Regions from separate parts of the Danio rerio genome. Here region 1 is linked to region 2. The links are chromatin contacts, called in public Micro-C maps. All regions are on one chromosome and are shown on one strand. The core of a region is the stretch at or near the end of the contact, and the rest is flanking DNA. Distances in the headings are between cores, read along the strand shown. Region 1 holds the start of cblb (Cbl proto-oncogene B, E3 ubiquitin protein ligase). Region 2 has its middle 22 kb from the start of bbx.

Region 1 (3,905 bases), core at 675-3,174, 42 kb after region 2:
ATTTTAACATTTGGTCTTCATAACTTTACTGTAGTTGACCTATCTGTTTTCATATTACTAGTAGTCTACTAGTTATCACCTTTTCAGTTTAACACATCAAATGTTACAAGTAACAATTTTTAAATTAATTGCATGTTTATCTAAAGCAGGGGTCACCAGTCTCGGTCCTGGAAGGTCAGTGTTCCTGCAGGGTTTAGCTTGCCTCATCAAACCTGCCTGGATGTTTCAAGTATACCTAGTGAGACCTTGATTAGCTTGTTCAGGTGTGTTTGATTAGGGTTGGAGATAAAATCTGCAGGACACAGGCCCACCAGGAACAAGTTTGGTGACCCCTGATCTAAAGATTGGATATTAATTATCTGCAGCACTTCTTGGTAGTAGGGTGACGAGGTGGCGCAGTAGGTAGTGCTGTCGCCTCACAGCAAGAAGGCCGCTGGTTCGAGCCTCGGCTGGATCAGTTGGTGTTTTTTTCTGTGAAGTTTGCATGCTCTCCCTGTGTCTGTGTGGGTTTCCTCCGGGTGCTCCGGTTTCCAACACAATCCAAAGACATGCGAAATAGGTATATTGGGTAGGCTAAGTTGTCCGTAGTGTATGAGTGTAAATGAGTGTGTATAGATGTTTCCCAGAGATGGGGTTGCAGCTGGAAGAGCATCCGCTGCACAAAACAAGTGCTGGATAAGTTGGCGGTTCATTCCGCTGTGGCGACCCCGGATTAATAAAGGGACTAAGCCAAAAAGAAAATGAATGAAAAAACTTCTTGGTACTATTCCAGTTATCGTTGATAGCCATTCTTCATTATTAGGATTAATATATTGCACTATAAAAATTATCTGTTTGTTTAATTGTAATTATATTAATTATATAACCGATTATATTAACGGTTGCTCAGTGGTTAGCACTGTCGCATCACCGCAAGAAAGTTGCTGGTTCGAGTTCGGGTTGTCAGTTGACATTTCTCTGTGGAGTTTGCATGTTCTCCCCATGTTTGTGTGGGTTTCCTCCGGGTGCTCCGGTTTCCCCCACAGTCCAAAAGACGTGCTATAGTGAAATGAATAAGTTAAAATGGCTGCAGTGTATGTATGAGTGTGAATGTGAGAGTGTATGAATGTTTCCCAGTACTGGGTTGCGGCTGGAAGGGCATTTACTGCCTAAAACATGCTGGATAAGTTGGTGGTTCATTCTGCTGTGTTGACCTCTGATTAATAAAGGGACTAAGCCGAAGGAAAATGAATGAATGAATGGTTTTTTAAAGGTGGGATGTGAATTATTTACAGCACTTCTTAGTAGTATTCATCGCTATTAGCTATTCTTCAGTATTAGGATTTTATTTATTACACTATAAAAATGATCTGTTATATTAATTATAATTATATTCATTATAATTATTATTATGACTTGTTAACTTTCACTTTATTGAGATTTTAATTTTATTTGCCCTTTTGAATTGCATTATCCGATGTTGATTTTTAATCCAACATTTGATGTTTAAAATTTAACTATAGTTTAACAAAGTGTCTTTTAAAATATTATGTTATTTATTGTTCAGGGTTGAATAGTACTAAAAATAAAATACAAAAATAGATACAATAGGATTAGAAATAAAAAAAACTTAGATCGTGCACTCAAGATTTAAGTAGGCTAACCATAAATGTTAGTTGGGCTTGCCATATTACTTGTTCCATCGGAGAAAGTGAAGATGACTGAATGTACAATTTGCATAACTGGAACAACCTACAAAGCGCTTTGCACGATTTCATTGCCTCTTCATTTACGGAAATATTAAGTATGCACTTAAAATCTCCACTGTAATTGGCGACTGGAGAACTCCGTCACCTCTGACAGCACTCTCGCCCTCTGATTGGCCACTAGAGAACGCCCACTCGACTCCGCCCTGTTGGCTTCGCTGCTTTCTTGTTCCAGTACTGATTTTTAACCGAGCAGTGTCACGACCATATCATACAGCGAGAAAAGCGGGATTGTACTGCGTTTAAGCGGTTTCTGCGAGAGGATACGAAACAGCCGCTTCTCGTTTGTGAACATCTGGGCAGAGATGTAACAGTTTCCCGGCATTGGCGTTGTGTTTTTGTTGCTTTTGTTGCAATTTGTTGAGGGGACCTCCCTAAAGCTTCAACTCAGGAACTCTGACATTCCCTGTCTTGGCAGCTACACTGTTTTCCTTTTGCCGCAGTAAGTCTGGAGTTTATAGATGATACATAAGAGCAATTTTCCGCATTTTACAGTGATTGTAATATTTTTTCTCTGTCTGATGAGTTGTCATAGCCTTCTAAGACCAGCTGCTTCTTATTACAACGCGTTTTGCATTCTGTTTAGTGCTTTAATATTAGTTTATTAAATTAATTATTCTCAATTGCAGGGCACAAAAGCTCTACTTTAGAGGCAGCTCAAAGTACTATGTTGAACTGCATGCTTTTTTTCTGAAAAAGTTAACCAAAACAAAGTTTTTTAATATTGTTGAGTTATTTACTAATTCAAAATGGGTTTTAGAGATTTTTTTTCAGCACAGCAATCATGAATTTTATGAGATGAGGATATTAATACGTTAATATCAGACGTTTTAAATATTAAAAGTACCACATTGTAAGTTTAAAATGGCCTCAAACATATGCATCATAACCATACAGTTGCAAAGTGCAATAATTTCTCTTGGTGCTAATCGCTGTCTTGATACTAATCGTTGAACTGCTATAAAAAGGTTTTTAGTTCCGCTAGTTTACAGTTCATTTGTACTGTCACACATCTGCACACATGTGTTTGTTGCCATCAGAAACATTTCTGTGTGTTACAGTGTGCAGAAAATGGCAACTGCTCTCAGTGGACGCCCACCTAACAATCGGAAAGGCCGTATTTTAGGCATTATTGACGCCATCCAGGACGCTGTCGGACCCCCAAAGCAAGCGGCCGCGGACCGCCGGACCGTAGAGAAGACATGGAAACTCATGGACAAAGTGGTAAGTGTGTGTTTACAATCTTCCTGGCGATGACGCAACAGCGCTTCCTCTGCTCTCCCGCTCTGAGAGACTTTTCCACGAAGTCTCTTGTTTGGAAGCGTTTGTTTGATACATTCTAGCAAACTGTTTACTGAGTGGCGACAAGACCGAGGAGTTTGTTGTTAGCTAAAATCAACCATCTAAAAGGCATCTATCTATCTATCTATCTATCTATCTATCTATCTATCTATCTATCTATCTATCTATCTATCTATCTATCTATCTATCTGTCTATCTGTCTGTCTGTCTGTCTGTCTGTCTGTCTGTCTGTCTGTCCGTCCGTCCGTCTTTCTGTCCGTCTTTCTGTCCGTCTGTCTGTTCATCTGTCTACTTTTCTGTCTATCTATCTGTCTGTTTTTCTGTCTGTTTTTCTGTCTGTCTGTCTGTCTGTCTGTCTGTCTGTCTATATCCATCTATCCATCCATCCGTCCATCCATCCATCTAACTAATATTTATTTATTTATCTATTAACCTAAGGACCTTTCAGTCTGTCAGTCTGTCATTTATTGATTATATAGACAATTGTCACAGAAGTATGTTTGCTGCAAATGTCAATCATAAAATAATTAAATAAATGCATTTATGGATAAGTTCCATATATGGAAAAGTCACTCAATGTGAGAGTACAGAGGAAGCACTTGCGTCCCGCATGCATACTTTTATTTATGCAATTTTTAAAATGTAACAAAACTAACATTACCCCATTCATCATCCATCATCTACTCCACAAATATCAAATGAAAGATGTTAGAAAAATCACCTAACTTTTTAAAATGTTTTTCATTTAATTCATATTTATTTAATTAATATTTTTTCTGGAAAAATTGCTGGTTGTTTTTTTTCAGAAGTTCTCTCCTTTATTTTAGGTGAGGTTATGTCAGAACCCCAGACTACAGC
Region 2 (3,603 bases), core at 260-2,759:
AAAAAAATTCAGATGTATGAAACATTGTGTACGCCGAATCCCACACATATTCTTTTGTACATCCGAATGAACGTGATCTGAGCGCAACATGCACGAGCACAAAACCCCTCCCTGCCTCCGCCCCCGTATGAATATGCTAATGACTCTACTTTGGCAAAACCCAACGAAAAAGCAATGGCAAAAGCAAGCAAGAAGAGAAACTTTGAAGAGTATGTGAATTGGAGGTGCTGCTTTCAGAGGTAGACCGAAGGAAAACGGTGTTATTTGCAAATTTGTCCTCCGGAATTAACAACAAATGAAAAAAATAGAGTGGGGAGAGTTTAGCTGATGCGGTTAACACAGTTGGGTCTGAACATCGCACTGTGGAGTTAAAAGAGAAATAGTGTGGTTTATAGGTGTAAAATGTTGTAGTACCCTTAACAGTCTCAGTGGCGCAGCTCATTAAACTCATGTTAATATGTTTTGACACGTTCAAGCATGAACTCGATTCGAATCCAGCGTCTGATGAACTCTTTCTTCTTTTTTCCCAGCTACATATCAGATTGTGTCTACTATTTATCACGAGAAAGACAAGTAGGAATCATTAATAAGTGTGTGCATCATATTTTATTTGCACATTTATTGAATGGAAATGTTTCTGATTCACGCATGCAAATTCCTCTTCAGGTGGTGCCTTTATAGCAATGTGCATGCGGTAGATCGCTCCCATTACAATGAGGAAACAGGCGACCGCTGCAAATTGCGCTTTAATGTTTGTTTGGTCAACTGTATGGTATGGAAATCTTATATACCTGCTAGATGAATCCATCTCATACAGCTGCCATTGCAAGGCTCAAAGACACTTTATAGAGTGCAATTGAACACAACTGCCTTTAGGAGTCACCAATGGAAATAAAACAGACACGCACAAAAAATGTGCGTACACCAGCCATAAAGCTGGCGTGGAGCTGCGCACATTCCCACGTTCAATTCATCGTTAGTAAATCCAAACGTGAGCGATTCTGACCGTGAAACCTGGCGTATGCAAAGTTTTTGTGCGTACGCAGCGTTGATACATGAGGCCCCAGAATGTCAAAATTTCAACGTAACATTTGAGAAAATACCAACAGTAGTTTTCAGAATCAAACAAAAGCTTACATTTTACTCAAACACATAACTAAATCCAAAGGTAATCAGCCCTATGAAGTACAGTAGTCTCTTAATTTTTACAATAATGTTGAACAAACTAAATGTAACTTAATAATGACATTTTCTCTTTTGGTATCTTTTTTTGTTCTCACTGTATTTTTTTAAACAGACAATAGTCTTGTTTGACAGTGAAAGAAAGGAAATCTGTTATAGTAGAACGGTGTGAAAAGTCCAGGTCTGGGGGGGGGGGGGGGGGGGGGGGGGTCGATGGGTCTCTAAAGATTTGGATGTAATGAGGGTCTGCGTATGGTTGAGTCACTCCTTACTCACAGCACTTCACTTTGATAGCTGACAGGCGTTGTGTGAGCTGCACAGGAAATGCACGGGAAAACAGGATCTTTTGTGCTTCATCAGTAGGGCAGGCTGAGTCATGTTGAAGCGTTAAGAAGTCCCCTGGGACAGACACGCATACTCACTCAGACTTTTTGTGTGTGTCCGGAGATGTCAGGTTGTAATCTGTGAGGGAATTCTGCTCCCAGCTGCATGGACAACACAGACTGATTGGCAGATGAGAAGAAAAAAGTCATATTCTTACTCTTAAACTGATGCTCTTACAGTCCTTTCATCCTGAAAATTACACCTCATGATTTTAAAACATTGACAAGTACTTTTTTGTAGTTCAGTTTTGTAGTTCTGAAGACAAAAGGTGAAACCCGGTAGTAGAAAGGTGTACCTACAGTATCTGGCATAATTTTGGGCTTGACTATATGCAGTTGAAGTCAGGATTATCAGCCCCCCTATTGACTTTTTTATTCCTTATTTTTATATTTCCCAAATGATGTTTAACAGAGGAAAATTTCACAGTATGTCTGATAACATTTTTTTCTTCTGGAGAAAGTTTTGTTTGTTTTATTTCGACTGGGAAAAAAACTGTTTTTAATTTTTTTTTAAATTTTAAGGTCAAAATTATTAGCCCCTTTAAGCTAACTTTTTTTTTCGATAGTCTACAAAACAAGCCATCATTATACAATAACTTAATTATCCTAACCTGCCTAGTTAACCTAATTAACCTAGTTAAGCTTTTAAATGTCACTTTAAGCTGTGTAGAAGTGTCTTTAAAAATATCCAGGCAAATATTATTTACTGTCATCATGGCAAAGATAAAATAAATAAGTTATTAGAGATGAGTTATTAAAACTATAATGTTTAGAAATGTGTTGAAAAAGTCTTCTCTCCGTAAATCCGTAAAACAGAAATTGGGGAAAAAATAAACAGGAGGGCTAATAATTTAGAGGGGCTAATAATTCTGACTTATACTGTATATACACAACAGTTCTGTCTGGTTGTTGAATCTGAGTAGCTGATAGCTGTGCAATATCCTGCCAATAACAGCACTTGTACCGCCTCCTCACCCTTCCCCCTTGTCTATTACTCCGTCCACATACATCTTCAAGCAGAGGACACACTACAGTTTGACAAATATTGGTGCAGTTGGGCAACAGAATATACTTTTGAGGTTCTTTTATTTAAGAATGTAGTTGTTTAGATTGCAGCTATGCAGTTTATTTATAAGGATAGTGCCTATTTTAAAATATTAGTAATTTCTGAAAGATAGCGTGTCGCCTGTCAATACTGAGCAAAGACAGTTGATGTTGTCTGTCCACAAGATGGCAACAGAGAAAGCATAATAAGCCCTTAATGGAGAAAAAATACAGAGCAAAACTACAGCTGATCAAATCAATATTAAACAGGTAATTGACTTTCTAAGTCGGTCTCTCTCTCTTGTATATTGTAGTGCTGTATTCATACCATATATATGTAGTGTATATATATGCTGTTCAGACTTATAATCTTAAAATGTCAGCAAAATCACCTGTTTTGTCATCACTTTAGATATTTTTCGCTAGAGAATGATTCAAACATTAGCTCTAAAGTGACGTTTGTGAAGTAGCAATGGCTTCTGCTGTTCTGACGTCAGCAGCTGCAGATGTGAATAAATGGCAGAAGAAAGTAGTTCCTAATACAAAAGGGTTTAGGACTCTTTGTGTTTGATTTTCTTTTTTCTATAGATGATTATGCTGTCGAACTGTTGTATAAACTCAATTTCACACATGTAGCAGTGCGACAGTGTACTCTATATCATCACTAGTGGGACATTAAGGCACTCAGCCTGTGGCCTTTAGCCAACGCCTCCAATCAGTGTCAAAACAGACAAAAAAAAAAAGAAGACAAAAAATAAAATAAACAAGTAAATAAGAAGGTGAGAATGTGGTAAAACATGGTAAAAATCAGGCGAGGGCTTTTCTTTTTCTAAATTGCTTTTTAAGTTTGTCAGTTGGGTTTAGGGAAGTGGGTGGACAGGTCAATCTGTGCTTTTTAAAATACTATTGGTTAGGTTGAGGGAAGGGGGAGGGTGGATCAGTCGATCGGTCAGTCAGTCCGTCAGTCATTCAAACAGTGCTTGACAGTGGCCTC

What was found. Hi-C and Micro-C count contacts between places; a contact is called where the count stands out from the background.
Region 1: a Micro-C map of caudal fin shows a contact between it and region 2, with 2.6 times the contacts expected there. The contact joins the promoter of cblb here to the enhancer-like site in region 2. A contact is called at or near these places in 1 of 18 Hi-C or Micro-C datasets (caudal fin) and 1 of 4 datasets of contacts at active chromatin or transcription factors (caudal fin).

The regions. Positions count from the first base shown.
Region 1 is chr10:33,506,150-33,510,054 of GRCz12tu, forward strand. cblb (Cbl proto-oncogene B, E3 ubiquitin protein ligase) reads left to right here and starts at 1,925. Exons shown (of 19, transcript XM_073914915.1): 1 at 1,925-2,187; 2 at 2,807-2,969; 3 at 3,875-3,905. The coding sequence starts at 2,817.
Region 2 is chr10:33,464,097-33,467,699 of GRCz12tu, forward strand. No RefSeq gene overlaps it. Among named protein-coding and RNA genes, the nearest start is that of bbx, 22 kb to the left of the region's middle. Within about 2 kb of position 1,510, at least 22 of the 62 cell types and tissues checked have an H3K27ac peak or open chromatin away from gene starts, as enhancers often do. A contact at or near this core is called in caudal fin, where this site is marked.